2 separate regions of the Drosophila melanogaster genome follow, and region 1 is linked to region 2. A link is a contact called in public HiChIP or PLAC-seq data. All regions are on one chromosome and are shown on one strand. The core of a region is the stretch at or near the end of the contact, and the rest is flanking DNA. Distances in the headings are between cores, read along the strand shown.

What was found. HiChIP or PLAC-seq counts read pairs in DNA pulled down with a chosen protein or histone mark.
Region 1: a contact with region 2 is called in an H3K27ac HiChIP or PLAC-seq map of the Kc167 cell line, with 2.9 times the contacts expected there. The contact joins the promoter of jub here to the promoter of lncRNA:CR33963 in region 2. A contact is called at or near these places in 1 of 107 Hi-C or Micro-C datasets (eye imaginal disc) and 1 of 6 datasets of contacts at active chromatin or transcription factors (the Kc167 cell line).

What each region holds. Positions count from the first base shown.
Region 1 is chrX:13,828,262-13,834,275 of dm6, reverse strand. jub (Ajuba LIM protein) reads left to right here and starts at 3,959. Exons shown (of 6, transcript NM_001298303.1): 1 at 3,959-5,634. The coding sequence starts at 4,266. AMPdeam (AMP deaminase) reads left to right here. Exons shown (of 9, transcript NM_001258730.2): 3 at 1-1,372; 4 at 1,436-1,530; 5 at 1,603-2,059; 6 at 2,120-2,574; 7 at 2,642-2,936; 8 at 2,998-3,108; 9 at 3,176-3,535.
Region 2 is chrX:12,655,861-12,661,198 of dm6, reverse strand. lncRNA:CR33963 (long non-coding RNA:CR33963) reads right to left here and starts at 1,737. Exons shown (of 1, transcript NR_002692.1): 1 at 567-1,737. Tis11 (Tis11 zinc finger protein) reads right to left here and starts at 1,784. Exons shown (of 4, transcript NM_001272561.2): 1 at 1,651-1,784; 2 at 332-665. The coding sequence starts at 415. CkIalpha (Casein kinase Ialpha) reads right to left here. Exons shown (of 4, transcript NM_078585.6): 3 at 5,047-5,338; 4 at 3,365-4,865. The coding sequence ends at 4,706.

The DNA.
Region 1 (6,014 bases), core at 2,710-5,209, 1.2 Mb before region 2:
TTATTTCAATTTGTTGATTTATTATCGACTATTTATTTCTCTTCTCGTATTTTTCATTATTTCTTATAGACATCATTCGCAAAATGAGTGTAGCGAACATACAAGGTAATTCGTGTGCACACCCGATTTTCCTGCCTTCCCGCTTTCCGCCTATCCAACTATTCCACCACGATCAACAAGAACAACTCCTCCTTCTGTTTTTCTGCCTGAAATTTGATTTCCGTTGAGCACTGCTTTATCTTGTTTTGTGTTCTTAATGGTTACTTCACGCTCCTAACCTCAAAATAGAGATAGAAACGCTGCTTTCAACGCATAGAGTGTGGCCAGCTTTTGGTTATTCAGTGTGATTGTAATTAAAAAACAAATACATATGTTTTCTGAATGTGTTAATGACCAAGCTTAAATCTATAATAATAATTTATGTTACCTGTTCCCCAGTTCGCATAATAGTTTATAAGATTAATTGCTGCATCCGATTTGTACAATCGTGCAAAGGTTACTAAATTGGCCGTCCTAACCTTCAGTTGTCTGCCTCTCCCGCTGCATTAAACACAATGCTGGCCACACTAATCTCTAGCTATTTCGCCCGCTATAAAAACTACACTTTGCAGAATTGAACTTTCTGTCAAACACTCGCATGTACATATGTATTCATTGACCGTTTATTTTTTCACTTCCACTGTGTTTCTGCATATGTTACTTGCGTGTTCTATATATTTGCCACCACAAAAGAACAACAACAACACGCCCCAGCTAAAATCATAAACGATATAAAAGCTTAAACTCTCACCGTTCCTCACTTACTTTTTGGTCCTTTGAAAGGGAAAAGCCTTGTACAAAAGGAAAGACTCAACTACTCCACTTTGAAAGCTTTTGTAGCGCACGAGTGGAACTCAGATGTATTTTCTAGTATCCTGTTGTCCTTTAAATTAATAGGGATTAATTTAAGATATCAAATCGTAATTTAATTTTGCTTCAAAAACTAAAAAGAAAATTCGAAGCTAGAATATTTAAAAAGGTGTACTGATACTGTACGGAGGTCCACTCTAAAGCACGTCGTACACACCAAATACTTACTGACAATAACACTCGCACAAACACCTGAGTGTAGAGTGTTGTCTTTGCCACTAACTGTACCAATTACCATTGCTGCTGCGATCGCCTTAAAAACTAAAACAATTTCTATTTTTGAATTTGAATTTAACACAAACACACACGTCTCAACTTGCTTCGAAACTGTTAAGAATCTGCAGATGTCCATTTGAGACATTCGCCAATGAAGATTACGAATCCGTGGAACGTCGAGTTTCCCAATGACGAAGATTTCAAGATTAAGCCCCTCAACGGAGTGTTTCACATTTACGAGAATGATGTAAGTATCTAGCTAATACATAAGAATACCACGAATCCTTACACACTCATGATAATATTCCAGGACGAAAGCAGTGAGATCAAATACGAATATCCAGATATGAGCCAATTCGTAAACGACATGCAGGTCATGTGCAATATGATTGCCGATGGGCCATTGTAAGTATATTTTCAGCAATGTATCAAATCGATTAAGATATAGAAATAATGTCCAATGCTCGACTTTAATAGGAAATCCTTCTGCTATCGACGTCTCTGTTATCTGTCGTCCAAGTATCAGATGCACGTGCTCCTCAACGAGCTGCGTGAGCTGGCTGCCCAGAAGGCGGTGCCGCATCGCGATTTCTACAACACCCGCAAGGTGGACACCCACATCCATGCCGCATCGTGCATGAACCAAAAGCATCTGCTGCGCTTCATTAAAAAGACGCTGAAGAACAACGCCAACGAGGTGGTCACCGTCACCAATGGCCAGCAAATGACACTGGCCCAGGTGTTCCAGTCGATGAACCTGACCACCTACGACCTGACCGTCGACATGTTGGACGTCCATGCCGATCGCAACACGTTCCATCGCTTCGACAAGTTTAACTCCAAGTACAATCCCATCGGGGAGTCGCGGCTCAGGGAAGTCTTCCTGAAGACGGACAACTATCTGAATGGCAAATACTTTGCACAGATCATAAAGGTGGTTATCAATTCACAACTGAATACGATTATAAACTAATTCTTCCGTTTTTCTTGCCAGGAAGTGGCCTTCGATCTGGAGGAGTCCAAGTACCAGAACGCCGAGCTGCGTCTCTCCATCTATGGCAAGTCGCCGGATGAGTGGTACAAACTGGCCAAGTGGGCCATCGACAATGATGTGTACAGCTCGAACATTCGCTGGCTGATCCAGATACCCCGTCTCTTCGACATCTTCAAGTCGAACAAGATGATGAAGTCATTCCAGGAGATCTTGAACAACATATTCCTGCCGCTCTTCGAGGCGACAGCCCGACCCAGTAAGCATCCCGAGTTGCATCGCTTTCTGCAGTACGTGATCGGATTCGATTCGGTGGACGATGAGTCCAAGCCGGAGAATCCGCTCTTCGACAACGATGTGCCACGTCCGGAGGAGTGGACCTACGAGGAGAATCCGCCCTATGCCTACTATATCTACTATATGTACGCCAACATGACGGTGCTGAACAAGTTTAGACAGTGCGTAGAAGTATATTGATATGTATATATATCATTGATTAACCCACTGTTACCTTTGATACATCAGATCTCGCAATATGAACACCTTTGTGCTGCGGCCCCATTGCGGCGAGGCTGGACCCGTGCAGCATCTGGTTTGCGGCTTCCTCATGGCCGAGAACATCTCCCACGGCCTCCTGTTGCGCAAAGTGCCCGTGCTGCAGTATCTGTATTATCTGACCCAGATTGGCATCGCCATGTCGCCGCTGTCGAACAACTCCCTGTTCCTCAACTATCATCGCAATCCGCTGCCAGAGTATTTGGCCCGTGGCCTCATCATTTCCCTCTCCACGGATGATCCCTTGCAATTCCACTTCACCAAGGTGGGCTAGACAATATATGCTTTAATATTCAGCATTAAATTAACCCATGTCCGCTTTTCAGGAACCCCTCATGGAGGAGTACAGCATTGCGGCACAGGTGTGGAAGCTCAGCTCATGCGACATGTGCGAGCTGGCCAGGAACAGTGTGATGATGAGCGGATTCCCACATGCCGTGAGTTCCAAGCATGCTTTCTGCTTTATGTTCGGACAAATGATTCCAATTCCGATTTCATCCACAGATCAAACAGCAGTGGCTGGGACCCATCTATTACGAGGACGGTATCATGGGCAACGACATCACGCGCACCAATGTGCCAGAGATCCGTGTGGCCTATCGCTATGAGACACTGCTGGACGAGCTGTCCAACATCTTCAAGGTGAACCAGACGTGCTCCATTGCAGACATGAACGCCACATAGTCTGGTCCATGCGGTACATCTGCTCCATCGCGTTGTTGTGGCTTCCTATGCTAACTTAATGCAAATTACGCAGATATATACGCTAGTTATATACATAATTTAAATGTTTCTGTACTAACCAAAATGTAAACGCGGCAGACCAAAACCTTTAAATATACAAAACTTGTACACGAAACTTCCATTCATTCAACTTTTATTTAAAAATAATCATAAGGTAAATAATATATAAATATAAATAATAATATATTTCGAGCTATGGGATCTAAAATTGTAGTTTTGGCTAACCTTTTGGGTTCAAAAGTAAAAATAGTGGATATAAGTTAAAAACTCAAGAAGAGTAATATTAAAATTTCAATGTTTGAAATTTAGACCTCAAATATTTCAAAATCCCGACTTTAAATGGATTAAAATTATTGCAAGCTAAAAAAATAACTAAGTGGAATTGTAATTAAATTTACAATTTTAAATAATAACGTTGCTAGATTAAAAAAAAAAAAACAATGTAATGCAATGCAATATGTATTTGATATTTTAGAGTGGCCCTTTTGAGCTGCAGTATATTTTGTGGTATATTCGCCTGCCTGCCGGACAGTATATTATAAACGTAACCCGCGGCGGTCACACTTAACTGTACGAATTTTTTGATATTCCAATGCAGGCGCACAAAGAAAATGCAGAAAAGCTGATAGAATAAAGGAAAAGCCGACTGACTGATTGCCAACTAGCCGAGCACAGTTAGCTAAGGTCTTTTCCGACCGGGAAAAGCGAGCCAATCGTTGATTTCGGGGCGGCGTCCCCCCCGCAGAGCGAGACAGCAAGTGTGGCGAGGGAGTAGGAGAGACGGAAGAAGAAGACGATAAGGAGGAGGAGCAGGATCTGGTGGATAAATATACATATATCAAAAGACAGAATGACCACCCAGCGGACGCAGACGCAGGCGAGGAATCCCGGCAACTCCGATTCCGACTATGAGACACTGATGCAGCGTCTTCACATCGGTGGGGGAGGTGGTGCTGGTGTTGGAGGAGGGGGCGGCAGTGGTGGCCCTGGAGACGGGGGCGTGGCCATGCGAAGCTACCAGCGCTCACCGGGCGCCATTGAGAACTACCTGCAGGAAAGTCAGCAGCAACAGCAGCAACATCAGATGCAGCAAATGCAGCAACTCCATCACAATCAGGACTATAAGCTGTACGAGCGCGGCAACATCATTGCCGCCTCCAAATACGCCACGCCCCGTCCGGTGGAGCAGATACAGCACACGCACAACGGAAGTGCACAAATCTATGCACCGACCGCACAGATTCTGGGCCAGCGGATTGCACCGCAGAAGCATTCGCCGGTATATGAGAACTTGGAGTTCTACGGTCAATTCGATTCAAACCACAAGAGGGCTCAGCCTCAAAGTCCCGGGAGCAGGCAGAGCGCCATATTGAACGGCTATCTGCTGATGCAGCCCATTCGGGCTGGGCGCTTTGCACACACGCCGGTGCCAGAGAATCAAGGATCTGCATCGTTGGGAACGACCAGAGCAGCAGGAGGACCACCACCACCATCGGGACGTTCTGCTGCTTTGGGTCCAACTGGCGATCTGGAGGAGCATGCTGCGCCCATATACGAGAACATCATTCCACACTCTGGCCAGCGGGCACAGCCACAGGCCTCGCCGGCCACCGCCACCATGTATCAGGAGATGCAGCCCACGTCCAACTCCTCAGGCAGTTCGTCCACCGCCGGTCTGGATCTCAATGCGCTGCTGGCCTCGCCCATGCACCAGCGAAGCATTAGCAGCAACACGGCCAGTTCTAGCTCCTTGGGATCGCCAACGCAACGATATAGGAATCTATCGTTACCTAGCCACCTAAGTCCCGTACCCACCGCGCAGTCGGTGGCCAAACTGCAGCAGCACACGCCCGTTAAGTCGCCCGGCGGCGCCATTAATGTCTCCGTTAATCCTAACTATATAGAGGACATCAATAGCTCTGACTACGTTTGCATGACGGCGAATCTGCACAGGAATACGGCAGCAGGATTGGCTACCGGCAGGGCGGCTGCAACGGGAGCCCCTGCCCAGCGAACTGTCCAGGAACCACCAATAATAACGTCATCACTGGCCATGGGCATGGCCACGGCAGCTCCACCAACCACATCCAATGCACCGACATCAGCAGCAGCGGCACCAGCAGCACCAACATCCACCGCTTCCTTGCGGGCGACGCCCATTGCGATGACGGCTCCTCTGGCGGTGGCCACATCACCCACTCCCTCGCAGGGCAGCACAGGTAAGCGACTGACGATCGTCTGTCCCCAAAATGGCGAATTACTTTAAGTGATGGAATAGATACTGCATCGCTTAGGTGGAGTACATGCTATATATAGTAAAGTGAACAAAAATTCTATCGATCCATTTAAAGATGCATGGTTACTTTACTAAACTAAAGCTATCATTTAAATATGGAATAATAATAAAAAGCACCTTCAACGTACTTTTTATTATACATAAACATGTATTTCGCCTAGCATGCAACATATTATAATATTTCAGTATCTATGTATGCATACTTTTGCCTACATGGATACATTCCATCACTAAACAACCATCAATTCGAGATTGTATTAATCAAACTAATGAATCCAAATGCTTCCCCCATCAAAAATGCTT
Region 2 (5,338 bases), core at 488-2,987:
TTACCAAGTGCTTGACTTTTTTTTTTAGTGAATTAGCAATTTGAGTTTTACTAAATTTCTTGGAAGCCCAAATACCAAGACAAAAATGCATATGCGCACATCTGCATGCAATATAAAAACAACATAAGAGACCTATTGAATTAGTTTTGTAAATTAGTCATGGCATATTTATTCAATTTCATTCATAACTCTGGGTAAAACCACATCTTGAAAAATAACACTTTAAACAATACCGAATTTTGAGAAAAAAAAAACACAAGAACAAGAATATAATGACCGAACAGTTAAAAACGGAGGAAAACGTAGTTTTTGAGAATTTTGGGAAACTTACCGTTACGTATTTGGATATATCGCCACGCTCGAAGTAGTGCGAATCATCCTGCTCTCTTGATTTCTGCAGAATATCAGCAGACATTTTGTTGATTGGTTTTGAACAGATTGTTAACTTGATTTAGCCGTTGTTGTTTATTTGTTGTATTTTCCACTGGACAAGACAGAAAAAATGTGCGAATTTTTTCGTTTTGTTTTTCTTTTCTATATATCTTTATTTCGTTGCTTTTTCTTTTGTGTTTGATTTGTATTTGCTTTGCACTTGAATATTGAGTTATGTATGTTGTTGTTATTCGTTCCGCGAATATTGCATTGCAACAATAAAAAAAAATCAGCTAAAAGAGTGAAGAGAGCGTTTGATTAGCGACGAATAATGGAAGTGAGAGAGCGATGCACGAGGGCAGAAGAGAGAAGGGCAAAGAGCAAGGGAACAAAAATTTCACGTGCTTGTCGTTCGTATGCGTATGCGTATGGGAGTGTGTTCGTAAGGATATTTTCCAGGCACATGTGCAAAGGAAAGAAGAACCAAAGGCTGATATTCTTCGCTTTGCTTTGTCCCTTTTTTGATATACACATGTGTGTGTTTGTTAAACAGCCGATGTCTGTTTTATTTACGTGTGTGCGTTGTTTGCTTTGCTTTTATCGTCTTCGTTCGCGTTCTCGAAAAGCGAAAAGATAAGCTTGCGCTTCGTCCCTTCCTTTCCGTCCTTCCTTTCCTCCTTCTCTCACTCTATCTCCCTATGTGTGCCTAAGTGTTGCGTGTGTGTGTGCGATCTCTAGTGGTGGTCGTATATCACTTGCGTCTGTGTGTTTGTAATTCTTATATTATTGCTGCGACAGCGAACTCAAAATCATCAAAAAAAAAAACATAACACAAAAATCAAATAAAAGGGCAGCAATTTCTGTCGTTTATGATTTTTCCCTGTTGCTTCGCATGCTCCTTGTGCGCGCGGTTCTTCTTGTTCCCAAAGTCCTTGGGATTGCACACATGCGCGCATGTAAATTAATCGAATGCTTGCTTATGCTTATTTGAACATGATTCAAGAAATTCTCGTTGCGCCTTTTATATTCATTTACTCTTACTTTACACCTTTTAAAAACAACGACAACAGTGGACCATTTCTTACTTTACTATACAGTTAACTGTTGTATATTGATGAACAACCAATTCGAATTTTTCCGGCACTTGCAAAAAAAAATAAACCACGAAAAGGATGAAAGGGAATGTAAGTTGACCACTCGATTTGGATCGCACAAACACCACAAGATACACGAGAAACAAGCACACAATTTTAATTTGGCTATCGAATCGCTTATTACTTTGAATACGGGCGCAGAGGTCCTGTCGCTCTTCGCTCGTTCGCAAAAAAACACAACAAAATAGACGCAGCACGTCCGTCAGACAACCAGCCAGATCGGAATCGAACCTTACACTCGCACAAAAATGTCGAATCGCCGTTTTTTCGATTCGGTTGCCCGGCAGTGTGACCAGCCGCGAGTCAGCCGAAAAATGCCCACGTCATATATGCTTTTTGGTGAACGGCATTTGGCCTCCCGTTAGGCGCTCTTTTGTCAGAGCGTTTGAGTCTAAGATATGTAAATGGTTATTCTGTAGTCGGTTAGTTTTTACCTAGCTAAAAGAAAAAATGCTTCAAACTTGAAATGAAAGTTTTTTCATATAATACCTTTAAATCAAGTAGCATAGTCGATAGTAAATCAAGTAACATTAATCGAGCCAACTCGCTTGCTAGTGGTGCCACCTGTGCAAACTCGACTGGTAGAGGTGCCACCTGTACCTACTCGCTTGCCAGTGGTGCCACTGGATTGCCTTTAAATTTTCGAAGTTATTGGCAGCGCTGTCCCAATTTCTACTATTTTTAAAACATTATTGAAGCGCATAATTGCACTAGTTAGGCAACTTTAAGTTGTTAAAGATATATTTCCAGTCACTTCAGCTCCACGGGTGGCAAAGTCAAACTATGTGGCAGCCATCTAAATCGCAGTATCAAAACAAGCGCCATAGTTTAAATTTCATTTGTATTTTTCCCCATGTTAGCTTTTTAGGAATGTAATGATAAAATAATGACAATGTTCTCAGGAGTTATCCTGCAATAAGTTATTTATAAATGTAAAATTATAAATAGCAAATGTTTTAAGATCTCTTGTCAAACTAAAGAGACGAATTGATAAATGTTGCGCTTCGTTTTTGCTCTTTTACTATTCAATCAGAACTTTAAATGTTCTTATCAGCAATTGCACTGCAATTGGTGTTTTCCAATCAGCGCCTTCTGCTTGCAAACGGGGTGCTGATTGGAATGGGTCAGTAGTGCAGTGGACATCCCATAAAGTTAATAAATAATAAAAAGCACATTCTCACACACAGACGGACCGCGTACGTGTCATTGGTCAACAATGACGAATAAACAAAGAAATTAAGAGGGTCTAATAAATAAATGTATTTCACAGTCGGGTTGCAAAAGACGTCAGCTGCTAAATTCGTTTTGGATCTTAAGAAAGACCACCTGAAAGTGAAAAAACATTACGAATCGATTTTTGGAGGCATTATGGAAAATACTTTAAAGAAAGATGATTAACGCTGCGCCCCCCTGTACCATCCATTACAGTATCGCAGATAACCATTCCATTAAATATAAACGTAATTTAAAATATTGACAACTTTCTCTACAAAGATTCTACGTTTTTTTTCTCATCTCTTCAGAATATTTTGCTAACTACCAGCTATGCAATCTACTAGATGATATCAATAGTAGCAGTACAAATTTAAATAAACAAACCATAAACCATAAACCATAAACCATAAACCAATGTGACAATGAAATGTTTTTATGTCACGTTCAAGTTTTCATAACTAAAATGCATTATTAATGACTGAACGCAAGATCTGAAAAACACAGGCATTTTTTTGTGATTAATTTAAATATATAAAAGCATCTTTAATTTCAACTAAATTTTAATTTCAGCTGAAACGAATACAACTTTAGATACAAAGCACTTATGGGGGAAATTAAATGTTGGGGCTCAAATAAAACGTATGCATATATATATATATATGAATATACAATTTTTATGTAAATTTAATATAGTATAATAAAAAAACTAATTACATGCTACAATTTTAAAAAAGATTATTAACCAATAGAGCTAATCGCTAATAAACAATGACGTATATTACAACAATAAATATATTTGAATGCACTTCTTTCCCTTTCGTATGCCCCCATCTCTATCTAATGCAGATGTGAACAGCGCCGAGTCGAAATTTAATTTCAACATATTTATTGATGTAATTCAAAAAATTAAATATAAGTTATATTTATAATTATTACGGCGTACTATGCAAAATTACTTTGCAGTTTTGCGGTCTGTTTTCTTCTTTTTCTTTCTTCATTATAATTATTATTTGCTTGTTTTACTCTTGTTGCTGCTTTTATTTTATATTTTCCCCCATCTCAGTTGGCTTTGCTTGGTTGTTTCTCCTCCGCATCCTCCACTATATTTTTTTTGTTTGCTTTTCTCGGTGTGTTTTATTAATTTTTTTTTATTGTTTATTCTTATTTGTTTGTTGTTTTTTTGTGTTGTTGTTTGCTTGTTGCTGTTTTGTTTCTTATTTATTCCATTTTAATTAGTTATTGAGTTTTGTTTCGCTCGATTCATAATTAAGCATTGGATTCGATTTGACGTGAATCAAATGGGTATATGCATACATATATGGTGTTGTGTTTATTCGCTTACATATATACATATACATATATATATAGGTTTAGTTTCCTCAGCATTACTTCATTTTGTTCCTCCAACTCTACCAATATTATTTCTTGTAATTTATTAGGCTAAGTGTTGTTGATTTCTTTCCTCTTCTTTTCTTCTTCTCTCTTCTTTTCTTTTTTCTCCCCCTTTTGGGCAATGATGTTTGCTTTTTGAGTGGGTGGATGAGAGTGGGTGAGTGTGTGTATGTATGTGTGTGTGTGGGTGTGTTATGCAAGTATGTTGATTTGTGTATGGATTGCAAATTAGTTTAAATCGTATTGATTTGCAATAATTTCGGTTTATGTTATTATCGATCGCAGTGATTCACTCGTGAATCACATTTGCTGGGGTATCATTTTATATGCCCTGCTGATGATGCCGTTGCTTGCTTGTTTGTGGTTCCTTATTTGTTTAGTATTGAATTTAAATTAATATTAAGAAACATTCGGACGACCGCTGGTGTTACTCAATTTTACGGTTGCGTCTGTTTCATATTTGCTCCGCTCCTTGCCGGGCCTTTCGCCCACATCAACGTCATTTACATCCACGCATCCACGTTCTCCTTCTCTGATGCACTCCCCCCATTCGTCTGAATGCGCTGCAGCTCTTAGTCCGCGATCAGGGGCTTGCCGTTCTGCTTCTCCTTGTCCTTGTCCAATTGCTCCAAGAGTATAGCTGGATTGGGTTGACCCTGATGGGTCTTCTGCTTCAGCATTGTCCAGTCGTAGATGTAGTCATACTGATGGTTCAGCGTTCTGAACAGTATGCTGTATTAAAGAGAAAGTTGGGGTTACATCATTTCGAATTAAAAAAAAAAAACAAGAAAACTATGACCTAAACACATATCGAATACAGCCTCCACAATGATTATCACCACAAACATTATCACAAAAACAATCGGGTGTAATCTTAAGATTCGTATGCAATATATGATTTAATCGTACTCACCGGAACAATTGACGTAGGTACATGTAATCTGGCTGCTCCTCGAAGCGCAGGCTACGACAATAGTTCAGATACATGGAGAACTCGGCCGGCGAGCCCTTGCAGAGGACCTCGATGGGCGTGGACATCTTCTTTTCGGAGATCTTCTCGTATTTCTGCTGCTTGGTGTTGGCCTTCATGCCTTGCCATGGCAGTACGCCGCGATTGAAGTACATCATCACGTATCCAAGCGATTCCATGTCGTCACGCCGCGACTGCTCGATGCCCAGATGGGCATTGATCGAGGCATAGCGGG